Linked DNA regions of Cyprinus carpio: region 1 is linked to region 2. The links are chromatin contacts, called in public Hi-C maps. All regions are on one chromosome and are shown on one strand. The core of a region is the stretch at or near the end of the contact, and the rest is flanking DNA. Distances in the headings are between cores, read along the strand shown.

Evidence for each region. Hi-C and Micro-C count contacts between places; a contact is called where the count stands out from the background.
Region 1: a Hi-C map of liver shows a contact between it and region 2, with 5 times the contacts expected there. The contact joins the promoter of LOC109058827 here to the enhancer-like site in region 2. A contact is called at or near these places in 5 of 8 Hi-C or Micro-C datasets (liver and skeletal muscle).

What each region holds. Positions count from the first base shown.
Region 1 is chrA5:21,015,161-21,018,916 of ASM1834038v1, reverse strand. It overlaps LOC109058827 (ephrin-B1-like), which reads left to right and starts at 1,666. Exons shown (of 5, transcript XM_042756391.1): 1 at 1,666-2,692. The coding sequence starts at 2,574. It overlaps LOC109087039 (a long non-coding RNA gene), which reads right to left and starts at 1,501. Exons shown (of 3, transcript XR_002017286.2): 1 at 1,282-1,501.
Region 2 is chrA5:20,878,852-20,882,432 of ASM1834038v1, reverse strand. No RefSeq gene overlaps it. Among protein-coding and RNA genes, the nearest start is that of LOC109084977, 24 kb to the right of the region's middle. Within about 2 kb of position 1,257, at least 5 of the 8 cell types and tissues checked have an H3K27ac peak or open chromatin away from gene starts, as enhancers often do. A contact at or near this core is called in liver, where this site is marked.

The DNA.
Region 1 (3,756 bases), core at 417-2,916, 140 kb before region 2:
TGTATGCATGCTTTTTTATCAACTTTTTAAGCAAAGTTCAAAGTGTGTATAGAGTATGTGTGGGTCTGTGTGTCCATGTGTACTTTCGGTTTATTAGTAACTGTGTGTAGACCGCAGTGTGGATGTATTAGTGAATAGCTGCTGACAAATGTTCTCCAGTAATTTCTTCTTGGGTGGGTGTGTGTGGTTTTGCTCTCTCTGAGCTTGTTGCAGCGAATATTTTCAGTTCAGGCTTGAGGTACTAAACGTCCGATCATCTCAGATACAGAAAGAGCCGACTAAAGAAAAGAGGAAAAAGAGGGCATATGTCTGGCTGAAAGGTCTTACATCCAGGCTAAGGTGGGTGGCCTATATTTAGCTCTGAGTACTGGTGAAATAAGAAAAGGTCAGATATTTGTACCTATGCAAAAGGACATGTGAACATTACACACAAAGCTGCAGAAAAATAAATCACACAAAAAACACCAAAATGTGCCTCTGCTAACTAAAAGTAGTCTGTCTTAAAACACAAACCACTCTTTCTGCCAGAGTTGATGACATTCAGCCTTAAACAGATCACATGACTGCATATATATCATTTCTAAATGTGTGGCGGGCCTTTCAGACCTGATATAAATGTGGGTAAAGAATAAACTGATATTTCACACACACAAGAGCTCAAAGAGTAAAAGCTACAACACACTCATGTTATCTAAACACGAGACAGAGGACTAACACTTCTCAAGACATATGGCTCTCTGAAGAACCACACACACACACACACACACACACACACACACACACACACACACAGACACAGACTGGTTGTATAGTAGATTGACAGGACACCATATGTCACTCAGGGAGGAAGATGTACAAATTAGTCACTGACCTTAAAGTTAGATTTGAACATGTACAACTGAAATAATTAAGATTTAAACTGGGTCGATTTTGATTCACGTCATATTTTAATATGTCACTGTTTGTTCTACTGTATACTGAATATTATAGTAATGTTGTACTAAAACAACAAAAAATAAAAGCTAACCTAAAAAACAGCTAAAAGCTATCAATTAAGTTTTGAAATATTCAAATGATTTTTTTTGTAACAGCCGATAGGGAGCGGTATTGTCTACTGAAAGGATTAGCGTTATCTTTGTTTGACCATCAAATATCATTAGTGTCACTCTCTTGGATGTCTTTGGGATAATGATCCTAAATCTGTTATTAAACGCTTTTACGGTGAAGACCCGTGTTTTCAGTTGTAAGCCGTGATGCGTTATGTATATAAAACAGACTTACGTATTCAAATGACTCCAGAAAATGTCAAGCTAACCGAGAGGGGCAACGAAAATACAGCCTAAGTGATAAATAAACGTACGGAGTAACCATAGTAACAAGCAGTCAGCTTTGCTACACGCTGTCAAAGAAAAAACGGACTTGCGCCAGAGTTAGTCTGTAAAAAAACTTAAGAGAGTTAGCATCTTAAAAACTTTTGAACGTCTTCAACGAGTAAGACAAGACTCACTATAGGTTTTTGTAAATGCATTAGTCTCCCAGCTGAACTTCTCTGAAACTCGTCGTACACGGAGGGACACCATGTTGCGAATTCGCCCTGAACGTGCGCGTTGATTGGTCCGTTTCGGAATAGGGCGGGGTTTAGCAGCTCGGTGGGAGTGGAGGTGATGGATCGCGAGCCACTGCGCTGTGAACGGTGTGCGGGACTGACTGCGGACGCAGCGGATCCACGGTTGAGCGCTGAACAACTCCAAACAAGATCCAAGGCTAAAAGACGCGTCACTTACTCGCAGAGGAAACGCCGAATTGCTGGAGTTTCCCCATCTGTTTATATCCTTGAGACGATTTTTTTTTGCACCTTTCGGCACGCGAGGCAGGAGCGGACAGTAACTGATATCCAGTCTTTCAGCATGCGCTAAAAATCCAGATCATACAATATAAGAAGCAGCAAAACTCGGGAGTTTACTTTCATGGTTCTTTTTGAAAGAAAATCCAAATGGAATTGGACAGACATTTTTGGCCGTCCTGTGACTGACAGTTAAGCTTTGTTCCAGGACACTTTGAACATGGATATAGGTCGATAAATATCGGACAAAACTGTTGCATATCTGAAGCGCATCTCTATGATCTGGGATCAAAAGCGAAAGGAGTCTATTTTAAATCTGACACATGATCAGGATCGGATTTGTGCACCAACACGGGATTGATGGTCCTTATACCTGTGTGCGTGTCACTCACCTCCTGTCTGGCGTGATTTGACCTTTTGTAAGGCTACTAGCTCAATTAATAGATGAGTACAATAAAACAGTCACGCGCTGCCGTTTACCTAAGTGAAAGGTAGCAGCGATTTTGGCAACAGAGAAACATTGGCCCAGAAGCCGCCTGTGCAACGTTGTGCGACACCTTTTTTCCCTCCAGGCAACACTAGAAAAATTGGATTTGGAAGTTGAGCCATGGAGCCCCTCCGCCTGGACGCATAACCTAGTCTGTTGCATGTGCTTCGGTAACCCGGGGTACAGTCGATCGAAAGGATCTTATCTTCTGGCTGGCTTGTGTCTCTCCGAGAAGCGTGTAAGATGGCTGGAAGTGACTGCTCGTGGAAATATTACCTCTGGATTCTGACAGTCATGTGCAGATACGCGTTACCCGCAGCCAAATCACTGGAGTCTGTCGTGTGGAATTCACAAAATCCCAAGTAAGTGCACGAGCGCGTGTTTAATAAAATCCCCTAGAAAGAGCATGACATGTAGCCAAGAGTCTCAGGTGAGTGATATTAATAGTTTGACTTCTGTTGTTCATTAAAATAGACTACAGTTTGAGGAGTCCGGTTTGAAAATCTCCGCTACTCGTATCACGGCTCGCTCTCCTGCATGATGACATGAAGCTCTCGTTGAGCTCGAGCCTGAAGTGACCGTGCAAGCGCGCGCGCTCTCCCGGGGATCTAACGCACAGCTGTCATAACGTTACTCCGCCGCCGCTTCTCATCAACTCAAAATCTCTTGTTGAGTGGGGATTCGGCAACTATACAGCTAGCACAACTTCGTTAAATGTTTATGGGAAATGTCGTAATTTTTAAGAATCTCTTGGCTGCTACAACCTCGGCTACATAAATGTAATGTGGCCTTGACGCGGGCCTAATTTCTCCGTAACATACTTTTAAACATTATAAATAGGCAGATCTGCTACTGTTACACTATGTTTCTAGCACGAAACTCACTCTATCTCTCGGCGTGTCCAGCTTTTCATCTTTTCCCATGAGAGGCGAACTGACTCCCAGGATCCCGGCGGCCCGATGGCTCTTTGCGAATGTCATATTGATCAAATCAGAGTTGTGTCGAGAGAGCTAATAGGTTATTAAGCAGTTTTTCCTAGACGCTCATAAAATCTCCCTGATTGCTGCTCATAAATCGTCCAAAGCGTCCAGCATGTTTACTTGACCTGAATAATGGCTCGAGACGCCACTGAAGCTTGACTCAACATAATAAAGAAAGCTTATTGTTTAAGTTTACATTCGTAAAATAAGTCAAGATGTACTTATTTTTTACCTCAATATATATCATAACCAAAAGTTGATTTTATTTTGTCTTGTTAGTTGACTAACATGATGATATGTCTTATTTTGCACTTTTTTTGAGCATTTTTTTTGTCTCTCAAAACCTAATGAGCTGCCTACCAGCTAGACAGCATTTTTTTTAGTGGTGATGTTGGGGGGTGGGTGGGGGGTGCATGTAGACAGCATTTTGGGCATCATAGTCTCAT
Region 2 (3,581 bases), core at 8-2,507:
CTGATTCACACACAATATATACATTACAGAGCGCCTCTAGCTGTATATTAAACACACACACACACTCATCAATATTCTCTGTCAGACTATAATAACCTGAAATGAATCGTCTAAACAGTGCCACCTCCTCAGCTCCAATGAGAAAGCTAAAATTCTCACTTAATATTCAGCACAGGTAATAGGTGTGATGCATTCCTCTGAGGATGACACTCTTGTGTTTGTGTTTTCTGAGAACATTAATGGCCTGTGTGGATCTGATGGAGAGAGAGAGAAGGGGTCTTGAAGAAATTAAGCAGCAAAAAGCTTCAGGCTAAAATACAACACACACACACACACACACACACACAAAAGTGCACCTTCTAAGCTTTTGTTAGAGTTACACAAGTTAGAGTATTTAAACATCACAAATATTAAATATGCACTGTTGCTGGTCTATTTTTCATATTTCACATAAAAGGCACACAAAGGGAGGAGGGAATGTGTGAAAAAAGCTGTAATAGTGGCGGCGGGTTGAACTCTCTTGTGTACGCTCTAATATGGCACAATTTTTACATGCATTTTAACGCTGAAAATTGATCACTGGGGACCACACTGTGCTGAAAAACAGGCTTCCTGACCACACACACAACATACAAATATGTTTAATAAATCCTGAATATTTAAAATAAATAAAATACAGTTAAAGTTAACTCATTCATATTCACAGTGATCAATAGAGACTATCTAAATGCTCACAAGAGCTTTATTTTTTTATTACAAATTACATTTTTCATTACTTGAATTACAATTTTATTTTGTACTAGATGCAATTTTACAGCTAAAATATTAAAAAGACATGATAGAATGACATGATATATCGATCACTATAAAAGGAATTAATTATGGAAATTGGATCCTGAAGTAATGTGTTTTGAGTTTGGAGACCTAAATATTTTGGAAGCGAAATGAGTTACAGTGAAAATATGGATTCTTTTGAATGAAATCCATTTAAACAATCAACAAATAAGAAAATACATAATTTACAGATGAAGGACTCACTGAACAGCCCTCTGTGTTCATGGGTGCAGGGCTTTGTAGATGAGTGCGTATTGTCCCTTTAAGAGCACAACTAGGTCGGCGGTCGGTCGCTGTGGCGTCGGCTGTGTCTGCAAGGCTAGTGATCTGATTGGTTGTGATTTGTGGGAGAGCTGATCTGATTGGTGGTGATGAGGTCTGTTACACAGGGCCTGGCTCATGTGGGCCAGGTGTCAGAAAGCATCGTTTCCACGCCAACGCATTACAATGAGAACAAAAGGGCTGACGGCGCAACCTAGAGAGAAGGGCGAGGAGGGGGGACCAAGCCAAAGAATGGAGTTTAACTCCAGACTTGCTTGACATAATACTGAAAATGCAGATTAACCTCTGCTTTCGAAACTGGAGCAGAACCACAAGAGGTCAAACTTCACCTTGAAACCAGACAAAACATCCAGGAATCACCTACACGCTAAAGACCAAAATACACAGCAAACATATGTTTCAACAATTTTTCTATAAAAGCAATTCTTCCACACAGAGTCACAAACAAACAGTTCGGCCCAAAACCCATAGAAAAAAAGTAAAAAAAACATTATATTTGTATCTACATTCAAGCCCTAACAACACTGTGCACTAACTGTCGCACTTCAAATCATAAGAGATTTTTTTCACACTAAAAGGCACAAGTATTTGGCTTTGTGTCTACACTTCCCTTGAAGTACGAAGATGCCAGATAAGTCTTAACCATGAGGGCCATTTCAGCCCATTATCACACTGGAACATTCTTGCACTGCCCCCTAATGGTATGTTCCCTCACTGCGAGGCACATGTCTCTCCTCCACAACAGATGGGAGCACGTTCTCTGAAATATCCTTTAGATATCTCCCATGCCACCTAGGAATGGGATAGTCAGCTAATGCATGAAATGTCAGTGTTGAGGCAGGTGTCAGTGTCATTATCACTTAAGAGTGATGGCACCGAGAGGTAAAGTTTATTTACTGTAGTGATCAAGCAGAAGATCAATATGTGTGTGTGCGGGTGTGTGCATTCACACAGCAAGAGGATGGTCTAATTATCTAATCGTTTCTGTTGAGTGATCGCTCAGCCCCAGCATGGCATTTGGAAGACAGGCATCAGAAACTAATTTTAATGCCTATTATTAGTGCACACAATACTGAGAGTAGGAGTGCAGAAGGGAAAAGGGAGAAGGGTGGGTGGCTCTGTGAATGTCAGATTCTCTTTTATTAATGCTGGAATTTTGATAATCTAACTGAATGTTTTCTCAGGTTGGGCTGTGGCGCTTCACTCACTCAGCACAAACACATGCACACACACACATGCACTCACTCACACACACATATACATAAATTTGCTTAGCTTAAAGGGGTCATCGGATGCAAAATTCAATTTTGTTGTTGGAAGTGTGTGTACACATCCACCCTATAATGATAAAAATACATCCAGTTTTTTAAATCTCTTTTTTAAAGTCCCCTTTCTCAAATCAGGCTGTTCTGAGATTCCTGACAGAATGACATAGTTCTGCACAGGCCCCTCCCATGATGGTTGATTGACAAGGCAGTCTTACCTTAGACCCGCCCTGAGTGAGCTGTCCGCCATTGTGTCGACTCCCGTGCAGGGGAAGACAAGAATGTCTCAGATTAAGAGATTGAGGTGTTCTGTTGTTGGATGTAATAATGAACATACCACACTCAATTCACTCACCTCATCCGATCAACATAAAATACAAGGATTAACGTTACTTTCGTTTTTGAAGGAAATGCGCTGATCCCCGATCTCCCTAAATACATTTAAGTTACAATACATTTTTGTTTTTAGTGTTGCATTTTTAATTGAGACTAAATAGTATACCTTTTAATATCAGCCATAATATGAAAATAATGATCAGATTATCAGTATCTGACAGAAAATTATTATCTGTGTATAATAACAGTAACACAAATACGGATTCAAAATGAACACTACTATTAACAGAAACTGTAACTTGAACACCCCCCACCACTACCATCCACTTTCTCCCCACAGCAATATTAATTTAACATGTTCAGATCAGTTACAGCTTATTTGACCCCCCGTCCTGCATTGATTTGCTCATATGCATTGATTTTTTCCTTTATTCAACTCAATACCCACATCAGGAACAGAAGCTCAAAGCATCTGATCATCAAATATCGTGCTGGGAGGATTCCCATCTCCCAGAGCAAAGACAGATCCAGCACTCATATTGAACTGAAACATTCAAAGCACTTGAGTTCCCTCTTTTAATTGGTTCAAAAGAGTTTTAGTTTAGTAAGGACTGCCTCTCAATGGTAATTCTCCAGTTTCAAATACCAAACTTACAGCTTACTAACATAAATCAACACGCAAAGATACAAAATGACATACACAAGGGACCACTGATCTCAACTACAGCCGCTTGCTACTCATTCAGGGAGGATCCTCAAAACATTCAACCTTATAATATTAATCTTTATGAAAACAGTTTCATTTCTCAGCAATAATAAAAGATCTCTAGCAGAATAAACAAATAAACCAACCCTCATATATGC